2 separate regions of the Mus musculus genome follow, and region 1 is linked to region 2. The links are chromatin contacts, called in public HiChIP or PLAC-seq maps. All regions are on one chromosome and are shown on one strand. Each heading gives the region's core, a stretch centred on a gene start, on an enhancer-like site or on the middle of the called end of the contact. The rest is flanking DNA. Distances are from core to core; before and after follow the strand shown. Region 1 overlaps Pik3c2a (phosphatidylinositol-4-phosphate 3-kinase catalytic subunit type 2 alpha). Region 2 holds the start of Rps13 (ribosomal protein S13).

Region 1 (5,529 bases), core at 2,900-5,399, 92 kb before region 2:
AGACAGACAATATTTTCATCACTTCAAAAAGATTGTTTTGGGTTTTTTGTTTTTGTTTTGCGTTACAGTCTAGTTTTGTAGATCAAGCTGGCTTTGAACTCTTGATCCTCCTGCCTTAGCCTCCTGAGAGCTAGGATTAAAAGCATGCAACTCTGGACTCCAGTGGGTACATGACTTCAACCCAGGGTCTTGTATCTATTAGATAAGAACTTTGCCATTGAGCTATACCCTCAGTTCTCTGTCTCTCTGTCTCTCTCTCCTCTCACACATACACACACAGAGATGAACATTTGCTCATTTATAATTTAGTGGCATCAGTTATTATGTTATCTATACCACTGTCTATTTCAAAAAACTTAACTACTGCAAAATGAGACTGCCCATTGAGTAATAACTATCCATGCTCCTACCTCCTGAATTCCTTAATAACCATTACCCAACTTTCTGTCTCCCTATTTTCTTATTCCAGGTGTTTCCTGAGTGGAAATAGACAGCATTTGTGCCTTTTGTTTGGTTTATTTCACTTAGTATAATGCTCTTAAGGATCATTCATGTTACAGTATTCTTCATTACTTTTTATGACTAGATGATATTCTGTTCTGTGCATATGCCACATTTTGTATATCCATGCATTGATAGATACTTGGTTATTCCCACCTATTGGCAATTGTAAATAATAGTGTTTATACCAAGATTGCACAGTTTGATTATCACAGTGTCCTTTGAACAGATTGATGTGTAAATTAAATCTGTTTTTGGTGCTTTTGAGTATGAGTAGAATTGCTAGCTCAAACAATAATTATTTTTACATTTTAAAAGAAGCACACAGGGGCTGGTGAGATGGCTCAGTGGGTAAGAGCACCCGACTGCTCTTCCGAAGGTCAGGAGTTCAAATCCCAGCAACCACATGGTGGCTCACAACCATCCGTAACGAGATCTGACTCCCTCTTCTGGAGTGTCTGAGGACAGCTACAGTGTACTTACATATAACAAATAAATAAATAAATAAATAAATAAATAAATAAAAGAAGCACACAAAAGCGTTTTTTTAGAGTGGCAGCACCTTTTTGTATCCCTTACCAGCAAAATATGAGAGTTTCTGCATATATTTGCCACTACTTCATATTTTCCATTAAAAAATATCCGTAACGAGATCTGACTCCCTCTTCTGGAGTGTCTGAGGACAGCTACAGTGTACTTACATATAACAAATAAATAAATAAATAAATAAATAAATAAAAGAAGCACACAAAAGCGTTTTTTTAGAGTGGCAGCACCTTTTTGTATCCCTTACCAGCAAAATATGAGAGTTTCTGCATATATTTGCCACTACTTCATATTTTCCATTAAAAAATTATAGTTGTCATGTAGATTTGAAGTGTGTCTGGTTGTAGATTTGTATCTCCCTTCTGACTAATGTTGTTCAGCATCTTTTCATGGGCTAGAACTTCTTAGTGTTTAGAGCACATTGATGCTTATTTTATTTTTATATTTATTAAAGTTTATTTATATGAATACACTGTAGCTGTCATCAGACACACCAGAAGAGGGCATCAGATTCCATTACAGATGGTTGTGAGCCACCATATGGTTTCTGGGAATTGAACTCAGGACCTCTGGAAGAGCAGTCAGTTCTCTTAAACACTGAGCCATCTCTCCAGCCCCCTCGATGCTTATTTTAATGATTGGACACACACATGTACACACACACACATATACACACATAACACACATATGTATCTATACGTAAACATACATTCTACATTGCATGATAGGTAAGCACTCTTATCAACTAAAAGCCACATTCCCATCTTGACTTCGTTTTTTATTATTACTGTTTCTTACTTTGTAATTCTTAGTTGTATTTCTGTTCTAATTTTTCTCTTCTTTTAAGCTATGTTGGAAGTGAAGAAATGTACTGTAACATTTAGCACAAAAGATTTACTGTTATTTGTCATTGAAATATTGGTAATGTCAAAGTATATTTAATGATTCATGTCAAATGAATGAACAGAAAAGTAGTCCAAAGTTCAGTAACTATCTCCACCATGAGCTTCTGTTGGGAAACCAAGTTAGATTGCAAGCTTTGAGGTCAGCATGCTGCCTTTCAGAAGAATCCTCTTTCTGTAGCTGGGCCTTCTCTTCCTTGAGCTTCCCCCACTCATATATAGTAGACCCCTGTCTAGACACAGAAGGTTGTTGTGGCCGGGTGTCCTGGATGTTTAGAATGTTGCTCTTAAGGGTTTGAGAGTGGAACAAAGATTAGTGCTTATTAGGTTACAGTATAACCATTGTTTTTGTCATGACTTAAGCTCATTATTAGTATACTTGTACAAAACATTTTGAATTTTAAATTTTAAAAATATGGGCTGGCAAGAAAGCCTAGTGGGTAAAGGAGCTTGTCACCAAGCGTGACAACCTGAGTTGGATCCCTGGGACTCATGTGGTGGAGAGAGCCAATTCCTAAGGTGTAGTACTTAGGCCTGGGTACCCCTACACACCTCAAACACACACACATATCATCATCATCATAACAATATTAATAATTTAACTGAAATAAAGACAGGTAAGATTAGTTACCTTCCACTTTATTCTTGAACTTCTGTGCTCCTCTATTTACAGTTTGTTTGGCAAGCAATTTACTCACTTGAGCCATCTCACTGGCTCTCACCTGGCAGGTACTGGAGCTCTGGAGAGCCTTTGCCTGCATTTTGGTCTTTTTGTTTGTTTTCCCCCTTTTGAGACAGGGTTACACTATGTAGTTCCTGGCTGGCCTGGAACTGTATATAAGTGGAGCAAGCTGACATTAAAATCAATAATAATCCTCCTGCCTCTGGCTCCTGAGTGCTGCAAGTGCAAGTGTTATACACCATGCTGGGTTTACCTGATTTTAAGATCATGAAGAATCTTGGGGAAACTTAGTTTTTCCCATGCCTCATTTTTTTTTCCCCTAGCATCCACCTCCCCAATGAAATGATTTTGTTTTTCTGTCTCACAAACTATCTAAACTCAGCATGTTAGTTTGTTTTTTTAATTTTTTAAGATTTATTTATTATTATACATAAGTACACTGTAGCTGTATTCAGACACACCAGAGAGGGCACCAGATCTCATTATGGGTGGTTGTGAGCCACCATGTCGTTGCTGGGATTTGAACTCAGAACCTTTGGAAGAGCAGTCAGTGCTCCTACCCACTGAGCCATCGCCAGCCCCAGCATGTTTGTTTAAATCAAACCACTTCTAACATTTCCACTGTCACCATCCTTAATGCCAAATCATTGTTCCCTCATTTATCTGCATATTTGTCTATTGGGTCTCCCTGTTTCCCTCCCTGTCTTTGCCAAGAAACCCACTACCCTTTCCATGCTATACAAAACTGTCTGTTATTGAGCTATACTCCAAGCCCTCCATTTTTATTTGTTATTTTCTACAGAACAGTAGGGATTTTTGAACAGTGTAAATTCATGTGCATAAACTTTATCTTTGTTTTTCTGTTACACTGTTAAGTACAGTAGAGTGTCTCCAACACTACACACTCTTATTGTCAGATTTTTCAAGGTTCTTTGAAGGAGGACAGGGAGGTTTGACATGTAATCTTAATGATTAAACTTTTTTTTTTCTTTTGTGGCTAGACATTGAAACTGAAGCCTGTAGCCTCAGCTAACTTAATTTATTCTCCGTCTTTATCAAAACATTTCACCAGATCCACAAAGTAAAATTAAGTTTGATTCAAATGAAAAACTTTAATTGTGTCAGACTGTAAGGCAGAAATATTACTACACATTTAATTTAAATTTAGAGGAAAGAATTAAAATTTGCAAATAAGGTTTGATGTTGAAATGCTGGTGTTTGAGTAAATCTTACCATTAGAGCCTAACTACTTCATTTACTTGAAAATTTGGTTCCCTGAGTAGTGAAGTGCCTAATCAAAGCTGAAGTGCAGCTTGGATAAAACCCAGTCATGAGTCTCTGCCAACTGTGCCTATGCAATGAAGGCACAGTCGGAAAAAAGCACGGCCCTAAAACTCATAGGAGAATCCCTGGTTGCCAATACTCCAGGTACACTGTTACACACTGACAGTGGGAACAACACATTCTTACTTCACAGGGAAAACTACAGAAGTTCCACGTTGGGAACATTCCTGGACTTTGCTCTACATGCTCTGTTCCTTGGCTGATTTTAATCTATCTTTTCCTTGTAATAAACCATTAACCACAAGTGTAACAGCGAGCGTTCTGTACATTTTATGTATCCTACCGGATTATCAAACCTAAGGGTGGTTTGGGGAACTCTGCCTTTCAATGTACAGTTTATGTATGACATGAGGATAGTCTTATAGGCATTATGCCTTCAGAGGTGAGATGATAATAAAGAAGGTAAGGTAGATCTGAAACACAAAAGATAGGAAGAAGGACTGAAGAACGTTTTAGAGACAGGACAGGTTGGTTAGAGAGACTGACAACAGAGTTCTACAGGATGTCAGTGTTCAGAATCCATATTTTGCTGATGAGCTGTTACGGTTCTTTTTCAGTTATTTTTATCTATTTATTTGCTAGCTACCATGCTCAGGTGTTTTGTTGTTGTTGGGTTTGGTTTTTTGTTTTTGGTGGTGTTGGTTTTGATTTTTTGAAACAGGGTTTCTCTTTGTAGTTTTGACTGCCCTGGAACTCTACCAGGCTGGCCTCAAACTCATAAAGATCTGCCTGTCTCTGGTTCCCATGTGTTGGGACTAAAGGTGTGTGCCACTACACCAGACTCCATCTTAATTTTTATGTGGATGCTAGAGATTTGAATTTAGGTCCTTCTACTGAGCAAGCACTCTTACCCCCTAAGCAATCTCTCTAGTTCCATAAATGCATTGTTTATAGAATATTAAGTTTATCATTCTAGAATATTATTAAATGGAAGTTACATACTCTTTATTTATTTATTTTTGATTGGATATTTTCTTTATTTACATTTGAAATATTTTCCCCTTTCCAGGTCTCCCCTTCGGAAGCCCCCTATCCCCTCTCCCCACCCCCTGTCTCTGGTTACATACTTTTTAAAAGTTACATAACATACAAAAGTTATGAAGATGGTTAGGGATATAACTCAGAGGTAGAGCAGTTACCTCAAATATCTTTGGTTATTTTTTTTCTTTCATTTTTCCTTCCTTCCATTTTTGTTGTTTTGGGTTTTGGGCTTTTCAAGACTGGGTTTCTCTATGTAGTCTTGACTGTGCTGGAACTTACTATGTAAACTAGGCTGGCCTCAAACTCACAGAGTTCTGCCTGCCTCTGCCTCTTGAGCATTGGGATTAAAGGTGTGCACCACTACCATCAGGCTGGTTTGATTTCTTATGTTGCAAAAAATTAAAATAAAAATTACATTAAGTTAAAAAAGATAAGGTAGCTTTTATGTAAAGACCGTAGATTATCTATAGACTTAAATAAAAAGAAAATCTCTTTTCTTCCCAAATAGTAAGCATTTGAATTGCTTTTCTGCCTTGAGGAAAGCAATGGCTGTTGGGAACTGTTTTACCATGC
Region 2 (6,026 bases), core at 870-3,369:
GGTACTGTGATGCCAAGACAGACAAGACACACAGACACACATCTTTAAAAGTATATTAATTTTTTTCCAGGTAGACATGTTACTATGTATAGGATTAGAAATGTGCTTGGTGGGGCTGGTGAGATGGCTCAGCAGGTAAGAGCACCCCACTGCTCTTCCGAAGGTCCGGAGTTCAAATCCCAGCAACCACATGGTGGCTCACAACCATCCCTTACGAGATCTGACTCCCTCTTCTGGAGTGTCTGAAGACAGCTACAGTGTACTTACATATAATAAATAATAAATCTTTAAAAAAAAAAAAAAAAGAAATGTGCTTGGTGCCTTTAATCCCAGCACTTGGGAGGCAGAGGCAGGTGAATTTCTGAGTTTGAGGCCAGCCTGGTCTACCAGGTCAGCCAGGGTTATTCAGAGAAACCTGTCTCAAAAGCCAAAAAGGAAAAAAAAAAATGTGCTTGGAATGAGTAGAAATAAGGGCAAAGTGGAAGGACATGAGGCCAGGGACTTGGGTTTTATTTCAAATACATGGAGAAAATATAAAAAGAGAGCCCCTGAGATGGCTCAGTAGCCAAAAGTGCTTGCTGTGCACTGACAACTCTAGTTTGATATTCAAAGCCAGGTAAAAAGATGAAAAGACTACACAAGGTTATCCTCTTACCCCATATTCACACAGTAAAAGTCTTTAAAAACAATTTAGATCTTCCAGAGGTCCTGAGTTCAATTCCCAGCAACCACATGGTGGCTCACAACCATCTATAATGGGTTCTGATGCCCTCTTCTGGAGTGTCTGAAGACAGCTACAGTGTACTTATATTAAATAAATAAATCAATAAATCAATCTTTAACACACACAATTTAGAGGGATTTACAAAGAGACCACTAACCACTAGGCAGACAATGGATTGTATACATAATGGGACACCACTTAAGCTGCCTGAGAGATGATGGATAGGATTGGGGTACCCGTGGAAACAATGAAGTATTTGATACGTTTCTGTGGTGAGATGTGTTGGAGTGACTCGTGGAAATGAGAAAGACTATTGAACCCTAAATTTGTATTCGGACAAATGTGTTAGAGTGAAATGAAGTATTCTTGCTTAGGGATTGCGAATTGAAGCCAAGCTTGATGTTCGGATCACATATCTGGGCTAAAAGTGTGAATCTGGTTAATTAATCAAATACAACTTTGCCAGGAAATAAATACAAATTTGGTTCAAGTTCCCAATGTTTTGGAAAACGTAATTCAACTAGTAATGGGTTAAAAGAACGCAGCTGGGCATGATGGCTCAAACCTTTCATCATCATTTCAGCATTTTTTTAAGAGACAGAGGCAGAAAGACTTAACGTGTGTTTGAAGCAAGCCTGGTCTACAAGGCGAGTTCCTGAACAACCAAAACTACATTGAGGGACCCGGTCTCAAACACAACAAAAAAGAAAACTGGATCAGTATTTCAGTACTGTTTCAAACCTCTCACGCTTCACTTGTCAACAGGGTCTTGTAGATCTGAGTTTCTTGGGTCCATGTCTTTGTTGTTTTTTGTTGCATTTACAATAAATTGTTATATTCACCCATTCTTCGAACGCTCTGTGGTGAACCGGACTAGGACATCCTTAAAAGACCAACTCCCGGGGTAGTCCCTTTCCCCCTCATCTTCTCGAAGCTTCTTTCCTCGTTCCCAACTCTTCTCCGACGGGGGTGAGCGGTTCTGCGCTCCGACCTGTGTAGAAAAGGCGCGCAGACAGGAGGACAGACCCGGGCGGGGCTCGGAAGCCTAGAATTAACGATCTAGAGAGAAGCGCCGGCTGCACCTAGGCTTTGCGATCATCCCACACCGCACGAGTTCGGGGCTGCAGAGGGAGCCCTGAGAAACCCGCAGCTTATCCAAATCCTTCAGCCCAGGACTCGAGCACGCCCTAGGTCCCCTCAGATGCGACTTCCGAAGAGATGTTAGAGACAGACTTGCTGCTCTGGCTAAGAGCAAGACTAGAGACAAGAGTTCAAGGCGTAGCAACCCAGCCATACACTTACCGCCTCGCCGCCATGCCTTCTGGGACGCGTAGTCTCCCGGGCTCCGGTGGCCACACTATGTAGCCCCGCCCCCGCGCGAGAGCAAACGTCGGTGAGTGGCGTCACTTCCTGTGCGGCTTGATTTCCTGTGCCGTTTCCTACCTCGTTCTCTCTTTGCTGCCAGACCTCCGCCATCATGGGTCGCATGCACGCTCCCGGGTGAGCCCGCGGCGCCGACCTTGGTTGCGGGGCTGGGGCGCGGGGCTGAGAGAGGAGGATGCGGGCTGCGGGTGAAGGGACAGTGGGGCTGCTTGGGGCGCGGGCCGCCGCTTTACTTCCTATCTTCTGTTTTCAGGAAGGGCCTGTCCCAGTCGGCGCTGCCCTACCGCCGTAGCGTCCCCACGGTGAGTAGAGGCTGAGGGTTGGAGGGCGGCGTGGGAAGCGATCGGTGCGCGGGAGGATGGGACCCGAAGTGGAAGGTTGCCGCCGTGCTCTCTCATCCTAAGGCCGATTTCTCTTCCATCTGTAGTGGCTGAAGTTGACGTCTGACGACGTGAAGGAACAGATTTACAAATTGGCCAAGAAAGGCCTGACTCCCTCCCAGATAGGTGAGTGTTGATGTAATCTCTTCCTTCTGCTCTCGAGAAACAAATGTGTCTAGTCCGTATGTTAAAAAGGTTCCTCCTGCTTCCACAGCGGAGCAAGGGCTGTCTGGGATTGAGTCACATCTAACTGAATTGATTCTAAGCTGCTCTGACTTTGTACAAATGGGAAATAACTCGTTTCTGGTAGCTTGGCTTCTGAGTCTGGGAATAACTGCTCATCGGAGGAAAATATCCTCTTTAGGATATAAAAAGTTCGCTAGAAATATGCAGAAAAAATCATGTGAAATGGGCTCAGCTGATCTGAAGTAATTTGAGGTTTAAAAGCAATAACATGCAGTTTTAAAGATAGGTACAAATAAATGTTGGGCTGCTTTTAAGTTAATACTAAATATAAAGGTAGAAGTCACATTGTTTCCTCTGGTCAGATGTATTCTGGCAAGCTCACAGTGATGATGGTGTTCCAACATTCGCAGTTTCCACCAGAAGGACTTTCCATGTTGGGTTGACCTTCCTTGGATGTCTGAGTGAGCTGGAAATTTGGAGTTTGGCTGTTAGGGTTTTATCGCATGTGTGTGTGCTTGAGTGTGTTTCTCTTTTCAGGTGTAATCCTGAGGGACTCACACGGGGTGGCCCAGGTCCGTTTTGTGACTGGAAATAAAATCTTGAGAATCCTCAAGTCCAAAGGCCTTGCCCCTGACCTCCCCGAGGATCTCTACCATTTGATTAAGAAAGCTGTTGCTGTCCGAAAGCACCTTGAGAGGAACAGAAAGGTAAGGCGGACAACAAACCAGGTGTTGTGTCGAGACACTTGCGCTGCGGATCTTCAGAGGGGAGAACGCACTTGAGTCCTCTCAGGTGGTTCTGGGTGCTGGCTAATAGTCAACATGATAGTTTCCTAGAAATAGGTGGTTTGATTTTTAGCTCCCCTAAACTATTACATCCAGTTGGTCCCAGGTGCTGGGGCTTTTGTGTAGGTTTGTGGCTATGGGCCTTATTCTAGGAGTTTAAATTGCCTCTGTGGATTTGGTGATGCATGCCCTTAATTGTTGGAGTTTGAGACCAGCCTGGTCTAACACATTGTAAGACAACCAACTTATTCTGTATAATAATAAGATACCCTGCCTCCTTAAAAAAATTGCCCTAAGAACTTAACCTAACCATAGAAGCTATTTAGTTTCTTTACTTGTTGGTGGTTTTCTTAAATCTCTTTTATTTCTAGGATAAGGATGCTAAATTCCGCCTGATTCTGATAGAGAGCAGAATTCACCGATTGGCTCGATACTATAAGACTAAGCGGGTGCTCCCACCTAATTGGAAATAGTAAGTATATGGTTTTTGGTTGGCAAATCAGCTAGATGGTAAATAATGAATAGTGGTAGGCATTTTGCCTTTTTGGCTAAGTGTCAGTTCATCTCTGTCATAGTAGTGGGGAAGCTTGCATGGATGATATATAATCACATGACAGTGTTCTCTTGAAATGTTACCTAAGCCAGGCATGGTGGCGCACGCCTTCAATCCCAGCACTCAGGAGGCAGAGGCAGGCAGATTTCTGAGTTCAAGGCTAGCCTAGTCTACAAAGTGAGTTCCAGGACAGCCAAGGCTACACAGAGAAACCCTGTCTCGAAAAACCAAAAGAAAAAGAAAGGAAGGAAGAAATGTTACCTAGAGGCAAGCAGGTCTCTGCATTTGAGGCTGGCCTAGTCTACACAGTTACTTCCAGGACAGCCAGAACTGGTTGGTTTATGATGCTTGGGGGGGGGGGGGGTCCTTCTAAAGGTAAGAAGAGGGTCATAGTTGATAGATGCTGATTAAACTATGAATGAAATCCCCCCCTTTTGTTTGTTTCATGACTTGTTCGCTATGATAAGCATACAGACATTGACTGTTTATGGCAGATAGGTTGATCTTTCCACCATTTGGCCACTTAGATTTGGCCTTAGACGTCTGGCTGAGAATGAGCCTGTCCATCCTCATGCTTAAACTTAGGGCTTAGTTTGATGCATTGTATGCAATTGGGTATTGTAGCGGTTTGGGGATAGCTCCAGTCACCAAGAGAGTTGATGGGTCCTGAAGTCCGGTACTAATCCCAGTTTCTCTCTCTTTTTTTCCCCCCAGTGAGTCATCCACAGCCTCTGCTCTAGTGGCATAAATGCTGTTGTGTGCACAAGCAATAAAATCACTTTGAGTAACTTGGTGTTTTGTGGTTCTTTCTGCGTGGCTGCTGCATGTGTTTGGGAGTGTTTGGCATCTGTTTAGTGGGTGGTTTCCCTGGCCACTTAAACTACTAGTCCAGCTGGTACAAAGGTTGGTGGGTTGTTACTATCAACATGTAGGAGAACTGTAAGACACTAGGAAGTTGTGAAAGTTTGAGTTCTCTTGTATTCAGTGTTTAAAATGTGTGAGGTGTTAATGAGTATAGCATTGTTGACTGAGTGGATTCTGTCTTCCTAGGGGTGTCTTAAGGAAAGCTGAAGTCCGTACATTCCAATTGAGGAGTGAATTACTTTGGCTGCATCACAGTCATGTAGTCTGGTCAACAGGATGGATCAAACTCCAACTCCTTTTTTTTTTTTTTCCTTTCTCGAAACAGGGTTTCTCTTTGCAACTGTGGCTATCCTGGAACTCTGTAGACTAGGCTGGCCTTGAACTCAGAAATCCGCCTGCCTCTGTCTCCCAAGTGCTGGGATTTAAGGTGTGTGCCACCACTGCCTGGCCAAACTCCCACTTTCAAAAAGAGCCCGACCCTTAGAGATTGTATTTGTGTGAAGTCTGCCATGTTGCCTAGACAGTAATGATGCTACACTGAAGTAATTGTCTCAGGGCTGATGATAGGGTTTGGCAGGTTACGGTGCTGGTGGAAAGAAACTTCGTGAATTTAAAATATGGCGAGTGTACACAAGTATGTAAAAACTCATCCTAGTAACAGAATGGGATGAAGGTCTGGATACTGTGATATATGACTGGTTATAAGGATTTTAACCTGCAGAAATGTGGGGATACAGTGCTATTGGGTGAGATAGCAAGGGCAAGGGGGTTAAAAGGTATGTAGCATGTTAGTCCTATATTTGGGCATCAGGCTGACTGAGGTCAGGGCTACACAGTGTAACCCTTTCTCAAAACCATGCGTTTTCCAATGCTGTTTGCTTTACCTGCATATTGACGATTGTTAGCAGGCTGGCTAAGTTTAGAAACTTGCCTGTGTACTGAGTTCTGGCATTAAAGGCATGTGCCTCTCCCAGTTAGGTACATTTTACTTTAAAAAGCATTTCATATTCTTGGTTACATCTCCGACCCATGGAAACAGCAGGTCCACAATTTGTCCAAATCTGTTCGAGTGAGAATCTAAAATTTTCATGTTTTCTTCAGTTGTCTTCCTTTTGAAGGAAAGTGACCTGTATCTGCTACATGCCTTAGAC

Evidence for each region. HiChIP or PLAC-seq counts read pairs in DNA pulled down with a chosen protein or histone mark.
Region 1: an H3K4me3 HiChIP or PLAC-seq map of intestinal villus epithelium shows a contact between it and region 2, with 5 read pairs. The contact joins the enhancer-like site here to the promoter of Rps13 in region 2. A contact is called at or near these places in 1 of 39 promoter capture datasets (the C10 cell line), 5 of 484 Hi-C or Micro-C datasets (bone marrow-derived macrophages, cortical neurons, nephron progenitors and 2 more), 9 of 115 datasets of contacts at active chromatin or transcription factors (the 230-238 cell line, CD8 T cells, the SCID.adh cell line and 5 more) and 3 of 9 other capture datasets (adipose tissue, liver and pancreatic islet).

What each region holds. Positions count from the first base shown.
Region 1 is chr7:116,424,566-116,430,094 of GRCm38.p6, reverse strand. All of the region lies in intron 1 of Pik3c2a (phosphatidylinositol-4-phosphate 3-kinase catalytic subunit type 2 alpha), which reads left to right. Among named protein-coding and RNA genes, the nearest start is that of Gm40453, 7.5 kb to the left of the region's middle. Within about 2 kb of position 4,149, at least 19 of the 459 cell types and tissues checked have an H3K27ac peak or open chromatin away from gene starts, as enhancers often do. A contact at or near this core is called in intestinal villus epithelium and liver, where this site is marked.
Region 2 is chr7:116,330,283-116,336,308 of GRCm38.p6, reverse strand. Rps13 (ribosomal protein S13) reads left to right here and starts at 2,119. Exons shown (of 6, transcript NM_026533.3): 1 at 2,119-2,224; 2 at 2,361-2,409; 3 at 2,535-2,613; 4 at 3,211-3,380; 5 at 3,830-3,930; 6 at 4,726-4,802. The coding sequence starts at 2,202. The coding sequence ends at 4,759. It overlaps Snord14a (small nucleolar RNA, C/D box 14A), which reads left to right and starts at 3,052; the gene lies at 3,052-3,138. It overlaps Gm10589 (a long non-coding RNA gene), which reads right to left and starts at 2,140. Exons shown (of 2, transcript XR_869889.2): 1 at 2,027-2,140.